Linked DNA regions of Pan troglodytes: region 2 is linked to region 1. Evidence: chromatin contacts called from public Hi-C data. All regions are on one chromosome and are shown on one strand. The core of a region is the stretch at or near the end of the contact, and the rest is flanking DNA. Distances in the headings are between cores, read along the strand shown.

Region 1 (3,650 bases), core at 431-2,930:
CTTGGTGCTGGAGTGGAAGTGAGGCTTCTAATTTTCGTCCCCAGCCCCGTGTCCTGGGTTTACTTCGGCTCCAGCCCAGCGTCAGGGGCGGCACTCCCTTCTGAGAGCAAGCAATTCCTGCCTGTCTGTGAGACCAAGCAGACAAGAATGCCAACCGCCAGCAGCCCCAGCCCCTAACTGTTTCTAAGTCAGACTAGGACCTGTTCAGAACCTGGCACTTTCCTGCTAGAAATTTCCAGCTGCTCTGATCTTTCCTGTAGGGCTTGGCAAGGCCAAAAAGGTCTGGAACCAAAAGAATTCATAAGAACATCAGGCCTGGGCCGGTGGGCGCCTCTCCCTCTGTCTGCTCAGGGACTCCCCAGTCACTTCCTGCTGTTGGATTCATCCAGGGTGAGGACCTGGGGGGGCTGCCAGGCCCTGAAGTCCAAGCTCAGGGAAGCGAGAGCACTTTACCTCTGTGACATTGTTGGTGTGAGCCAAGGCTGCGGGTTCCAGGAGCCAACTTGGGATACTGTTCAGGACATGACACAGAAGTGAAGAACTCAGGGAACTTCATATGTCCCCATCACCATAGGTGACCTGTGCCCTGCCATCATGGGGGGTGACGGGAGGCTATGAATGTTAACATAATGCAGACTGACAAAGACATCCTCTTTTGTCTTCCTTCCTCTTTGAGACTAGAATGTATTTTCTGAGCTCTGCTTTGCTTTTCTTTTGGGTACCATGACCCAAGGTACAGTATAAATACATCAGTATTTGTAGCCTGTAGAAGGTCACTCAAGAATGTGCATTTGTAACCATCTGGGGAGAAAATAGGCTTTGTCAGTGAGTGTTTCCTCTGGTACACTTATTACACTCTAGCGAGTATCATGTACGGGAGATGAAACAGGCAGCTGAAAGGTGTCCCGCCTGTGCACCTTCCTGCTGGCCCAGCGTCTATTTCCAGCCTCCTCTCCCAGGGTTGCTGAAACCCGGAGTTGATTTCTACACTGGAAGTTAGGAGCTGCAGGAAACGCCTCGTGCCGTGCCGGGGACGTGGAGGAAAGCCAAGTGCCCTTGATAGGCTCCTCCTCTGGAGCTAGGGAGTTCCCTGGATGGTGGCAGGAGGAGCTGCGGTTCTGCAGCTGCTGCGGGCGGGGCAGCTGCTGGCGGCACTGTGTCTTGGGTTTGACCTTGACCCCTGGGCAACACAGGGAGACTTTCACACCCTTCACCCTTGCATCACTCCACTCAGAGGTGCGCAGGGCCCAGCCCCAGCTACAGATGAGGAGACTGAGGCTCGGAGGCTCTCGGACCGCCCAAGGTCTCTGGGCAGATCAAACGGTGGAGAGAGGCCAGAGCCAAGTGCCTTGGCTCCCGGGCTGGGAGAGTCCCCGGCGTGGCCCTCTGGAGGCCGCCGTCTGCGACTGCCCGGGCGCCCTGGGGCGGCAGCCTGGCCTCCTGGGCTCGAGGCAGGGGGCAGAGGTGTCCCGGCGGGGCCGGGGCCGGGACACGAAGAGGGCGGCGAGCAGGGGCTGAGAACTGGAGCCGGTTTGTGCTCGCGCGCCTGCAGGCCCTTTGCCTCTGGCGCCCCCGCTCCAGCCCAGCGGGGGCGGCGCCGAGAGGGGCCCACGGCCCAGACGGAGGCTCGGGCTGCGTCCATTGGCGGCCGCAGCCCCGGGGCGGGAGGGGGAGCGGCCCGGCGTCGGGTTACCGGGGACCAGCACGGCAGCTGGCCCCGGGAGGCAGCCGCGGGGTGAGGGTGCATTCTTGGATTCCTGGCCGCGAAGGGAAACCAGACCGCAGTTGTATCCAACGCAATCAACAAACATGATGTGTCAAGTGCTGTATTGCACTTGAGCGGGTGTAAAATGGTAGAGCTGGGGTTCCTGCCCAAACGTTCGTCTAATTGAGGAAATAAGAAATCCACAGAGAAGAAGAACGCTGGAGATACCGGGAAGGAGATAATAAACCCCGAGAACCACGACCAACCGAATTTAGAGGGGTTCCTGGAAAGGGAAGTCTGTTTTTCCCCAAAATCTTCTGGAAAGCTTCCACAACAGGGCGAGGTGAGGGTATCCGACCTGCCACCTCCCTCCAGGGCCTGTCACCTGCCCCAGCCGCCCCCACTCACCACAGCACACATGCCCGACCCCACACTGCTGAGCACCCAGCAGCCAACCCTGCCTCCACCCTGCCTGCGCTCCCCAGTCTTACCCCAGGCCTCTACTCTCAAGCTCCTCCAAAACTAGGACCCTCACTTTCTTCTTCCAGAAGCCCACCTGCCCCCAGGACGCTGCTGCCCTATAGCCCTCTCCAGTAGAGGCTCTTTTCTCCCTCCAGCTATGCAGCTCAGGGCCTGAAGATGTACTCCGCATTCATCACTGAAGTTTCTAAACGGTTTCTCCTTCCTCTTTCAAAAGCCCGGCCTCTTAGCGCAGCGAAACTACTAGATGTGATACTATAATGGTATAAATGTCATAATACATTTGTTCAAACCTATAGAATGTACAACAGCAAAAGTAACGTAAAGTAAGAATAAAGCATTCACATCAATGTAAACTGTGGACTCGGGGTGATAATGTGTCACTTAGGTTCATCAATTGTAACAAATGCTGGTGGGGAATGTTGATAGTGGGGGACACTGCTCCCAGGAGGGTGGATATATAGAACTCTGGATTTTCCACTCAATTTTGCTGTGAATCTGAAACTACTCTAAAAAGTATTAAAAATTAAAAATATTTAATTAAAAAAGCCACCAATCACCCCTCCTAGTTAATGTCATCTGTCACCCTCCTAGTCACTTCCCCCAACCCTTGATTATTTTAGTATCAGGCTCTATCTCCTTTCATATCATCATTTTTGGTGACTTCAGCATCTATGCTGATGACCCGCCCAACACTCCGATCTCTAAGACTGTTAATATCCTTAGCCCTAGCAGAATATTCCTCCTGCCCTGCCTCAGCCTCCTGGTCATATGCTAGATCTTGGAACCATGAATGTCTACACCATCTCTAAACTCTCAGATCCAGAGATCCCTTCACCTATCAGTCCTCCAGGTCACTTACTTTAGTTCTTGGACTCAGCAATTTTCCCATCTCAGACCTCTATTCCATGACTCTCCTGTTTTCTCATGACATCTCCCCCCTCAGGCCTTCATTCTCAGCCAGCTGAGAACTGAAACTCCATGCTCCAGCACACAAAATCTCCCTGGCAAACATGCCTACCGTCCTTGCTCTGGTCTCTCTCCATTGTATTCACTGGGCGAAAACCCAGCTGTGGTTAAATCAAACTGTTTACTTCACACCTGCACCTGAGCAATTGAACACCACTAAAGAAAATCGGCCAGCTACTCTGGATGGACTCAATTCAAATTTCTGGCCATAAATTTCAAACAGGCATTTGAACTGTTGGACAATCCTACTACGGTTACTTAGAAAATTCCTTTTCCCTCTCCGCAGTGCAATAATTTCACACTTTCTCCTCTCTCTGCATATTCTCAACTCCCCTTCCTCTTTCATTCTCACTGTAACCTCAGACTATCCTTCATAGAGAAAGTAGGTACGATCTGTTGCCGGATCTTCCTACCTCCCTCCAAAGCCACCAGAATGCCTATAGCTCTGCATTCTCTCCACCCACCACCCATGGCCGAGCCCTCCATCTGTGCCCTG
Region 2 (3,171 bases), core at 440-2,939, 91 kb before region 1:
GGATTGTTTTAATCTTCTTCAAGGCCACATAACAGTTCATTATATAGATGTACCGTGATTGTGGGACATTAATATTGTTTCTAACCTTTTGCTAGTACACACATTGCAACAACCAATGACTTCACATGTAAGTACTGCATCTGTAGCATAAACTTCTAGAAATGAAATGACTGGATCCAAGGGTAAGTGCAGTTGCCAAATTGTCTTTCATGAGGGTCCTACCATCAAATGGGTGTTTTATAATGAATGCACTGTTAACAGTTGCTATTGTGGTTGTTGTTTAAGTACTCATACAGTGGTAGGGCACAATACTCTCCTCAGCAAAACCATGTAATAATGCTGTTTTTACAGACACCCCCACTTCATAGACTAGTTGTTAGCAAGAACAGTACATTGTATGCTACTCTACTTGAATTTTGTGGTTATAGAATAATTGGCATGGTAACCGAGCCATGGTTTAGTTAGGCTTTAAAAAACAAACCTATATCTATGTATGTATATCCAATCCTTTTTCTTAATAAATCTAAAAGGCAGTCGACTCTGGAGTATGTGGAGTTTAGAAAGTGAAACTGACTAGAAACCAAGATGAAAGATAATCAGGCTTCCTCTTCAGTGCTGACTGCAGCAGACCAACCAAATTATAAGAAATAAATTACCGTTAAAAAAAATTCCCCGTTTTAATTACTGCAAATGTTAACGTGACTAGGTAAGAATTATTTTTAATCACCTATAATTACACGGTTAGTGTACAGCTAAAAGCACGAAGTCAGTATCCAAAAGCCACAATTAAAAAAAACAACAACACTAAGACAAACTTTGCTTTTGTTTGAAATGTGCAATATTTTTCCTTTACATGCTCTCTCTTCCCGAATAAATTCTACGTTTAGAATTGCTAGGGTTCCGCAGATACAGAAAGCCAGCTAGAAACATCCCTTCCCTGAATTCGATGGGTTTACGTCTTACCCAGCTTGAGCAAATTCTTGGCGAATATTTCATGAACTCACAAGAGACGAATTTGACATATTTAGAAGGGATGTAAAATAAAGTAGTGTAGGTTTTAAAGCTTTAGAAAATTGGGGAATTCCTTGGGCCAGAGAGAGATCATTAGACCTGCAATTAATACTTGGAATTACAAAGGGATACACAAAATTGAATTCTTCCCGATCATTGTGTATTAGCATCTCCCATTCTAGGTAGGATTTTTCGTTCACGATGAAGGCAAGGAGAGGGAGGGCGAGCTAGGTCTGCGGTCGGAGGAGTGTCTATAAATAGAAGGTGAAGTGTTCTAATACCGACAGGGTGCGTCATAGCGTCCCTCCCCCGAGCCGAAAGCGCCCAGGCAGCCCGCGGGAGCCACTGCGCGGCACCGGGACGCCCGCCCGGCTTCCCGCTCCCCGCCCTGGCCCGAGCCCCTCTCCCTCCTAGGAGCTGGAGACCTGCAGGCAGGGGCAGGGGACCCGGTCCCCTGCAGAACCCGAGCTCAGGGTTGCGTTAGACCCACTCCGGGGCGCACGGTCTTCAGCGGAGGGACGGCGGGGCGCGAAGGACCGAGGCGCCCCTGCTCGGGTGGCAGCCGATCGCCGCCTCCCGCATCCCCCGGCTGCCTCCCCCGTCCGGTCCTACCCTCCTCCCTGCCCGCGAAGGGAGAACAATAACCCGAGCGCGCCTGGGAATCGGAGACACTGGGAGGCGGGCAGACAATGCGAGGGAGTTGCGAGGGGGCAGCCCCAGCGCACCGCGCGTTCTCGCTGTGTCCCAGCCGCGCCCGAGGGCTTGGCCTGGGGCAAGCGGGCCGCGGGGGCGCAGTAAGAGGCTACGTGGAAGATAATTTAGGTCTCTTGAAATCTAAAATCTCACAGCGTCTGTTCAAGGCCGGGGAGAATTTCCTCCAGTCTAGATAGAACATCAGCAGTTGGTTAAAATACACACAGACATGTGTGTATTTGGGTCCTTTTCTATTTTGGATCTGAATCTCTAAAGTCACTTTTGGAATTTCCATAAGCCTGTCTTTTTGTAAACAGATTTTTCTGGGATTCCCCCACCCCGACTCCTGTCTTGCGCTGCTTGTTCTTCCAGCTTGACCCTGTCCAGGTATCCCTCCCTCTCTCCCTCCCTCCTTCTTTTCCTCCTTCCCTCTCTGCCTACACACATACATTTGCCCCAGTTTGCACCTTTTTTTTTTTTTTTTTTTTTGGTGCTGCAATTCTTTCTCCCTTTTGATTGGCGCTTTCTTTGGGTTCTTCTGCCCTTTTCGAAGTGCTGGTTTTATTTCCATCCCTCTCATAATTTGTTTTCTCCAATTCATTTCCTCTTTTTTTTTTTTTTTTTTGTCACAAGTAACTGTATCTGCATGATTTTTTCTTCCTACTGCCATAAGTTCTGTCCCCTTAAGGGCTCAAGCGTTCCTGGGGTAGGGAGGGGACAAGAGAATTTCATTGCATTTTATCTGAGGGAAATAATGTGTTGTAGTTCCACTTTCAGGGAGTCGGGGATACTGGGATTTTATACTTATATATGGGTCAAACCGTCTTAGCTGAATAAATCACAAACCTCTGTAATATCTAGGGTGCTTGGGTGCTTGCTTACAATAAAAAAGGCATGCAGGAAAAGCGGCGGTGGGGGGGAAGTATTTTCAAATTAGGTCTCTAAATAGGGATTTTACAACATCCGTTTATTATTATTATCATATTATTATTATTTAGAAATGGGATCTCACCATGTTGCTCAGGCCAGTCTCCAACACCTGGCCTTAAGGGAGCCTCCCAACTTGGCCTCCCAAAAGTGCTGGGATTACAGGTGTGAGCCAGCATGCCACCCTCCACTTATCTTAAAGTAAAATTTTGATTATATAGTATGTGAAAGAGACTGGCATCTTTCATTCACCCATGAAGTGCCATCTCCTTGGTCTCATTTTTTTGCATTTGTCCTCATCTGCGGAATGTCTGGCCACGTTGCTGTATCCTCTGGGTGTGGTTTAGAGTACAAAGTACAACCCTTTATCAACCAAGCAAATCAGAAATAGCTCCTAGATGTGGGACGTGAGAAAAAAATCAGGCAAAAGAATGGTTAACATTTTAACAAAAAGCATGCTGTTTGTGGCTGAAATATTTGGAGGTAAGAAGGTGTGTGAGTGGTCCCAGGGTGAGGGGGCGAGGTAGGAGTGGGGGTTGT

The links. Hi-C and Micro-C count contacts between places; a contact is called where the count stands out from the background.
Region 2: a contact with region 1 is called in a Hi-C map of blood, with 4 times the contacts expected there. The contact joins two enhancer-like sites. A contact is called at or near these places in 2 of 7 Hi-C or Micro-C datasets (blood and induced pluripotent stem cells) and 1 of 1 datasets of contacts at active chromatin or transcription factors (stem cell-derived excitatory neurons).

The regions. Positions count from the first base shown.
Region 1 is chr12:57,864,226-57,867,875 of NHGRI_mPanTro3-v2.0_pri, reverse strand. The region is part of intron 1 of LOC134807897 (a long non-coding RNA gene); the gene reads right to left. Among named protein-coding and RNA genes, the nearest start is that of SERTAD2, 110 kb to the left of the region's middle. Within about 2 kb of position 1,680, at least 16 of the 24 cell types and tissues checked have an H3K27ac peak or open chromatin away from gene starts, as enhancers often do.
Region 2 is chr12:57,955,794-57,958,964 of NHGRI_mPanTro3-v2.0_pri, reverse strand. No RefSeq gene overlaps it. Among named protein-coding and RNA genes, the nearest start is that of SERTAD2, 17 kb to the left of the region's middle. Within about 2 kb of position 1,689, at least 23 of the 24 cell types and tissues checked have an H3K27ac peak or open chromatin away from gene starts, as enhancers often do.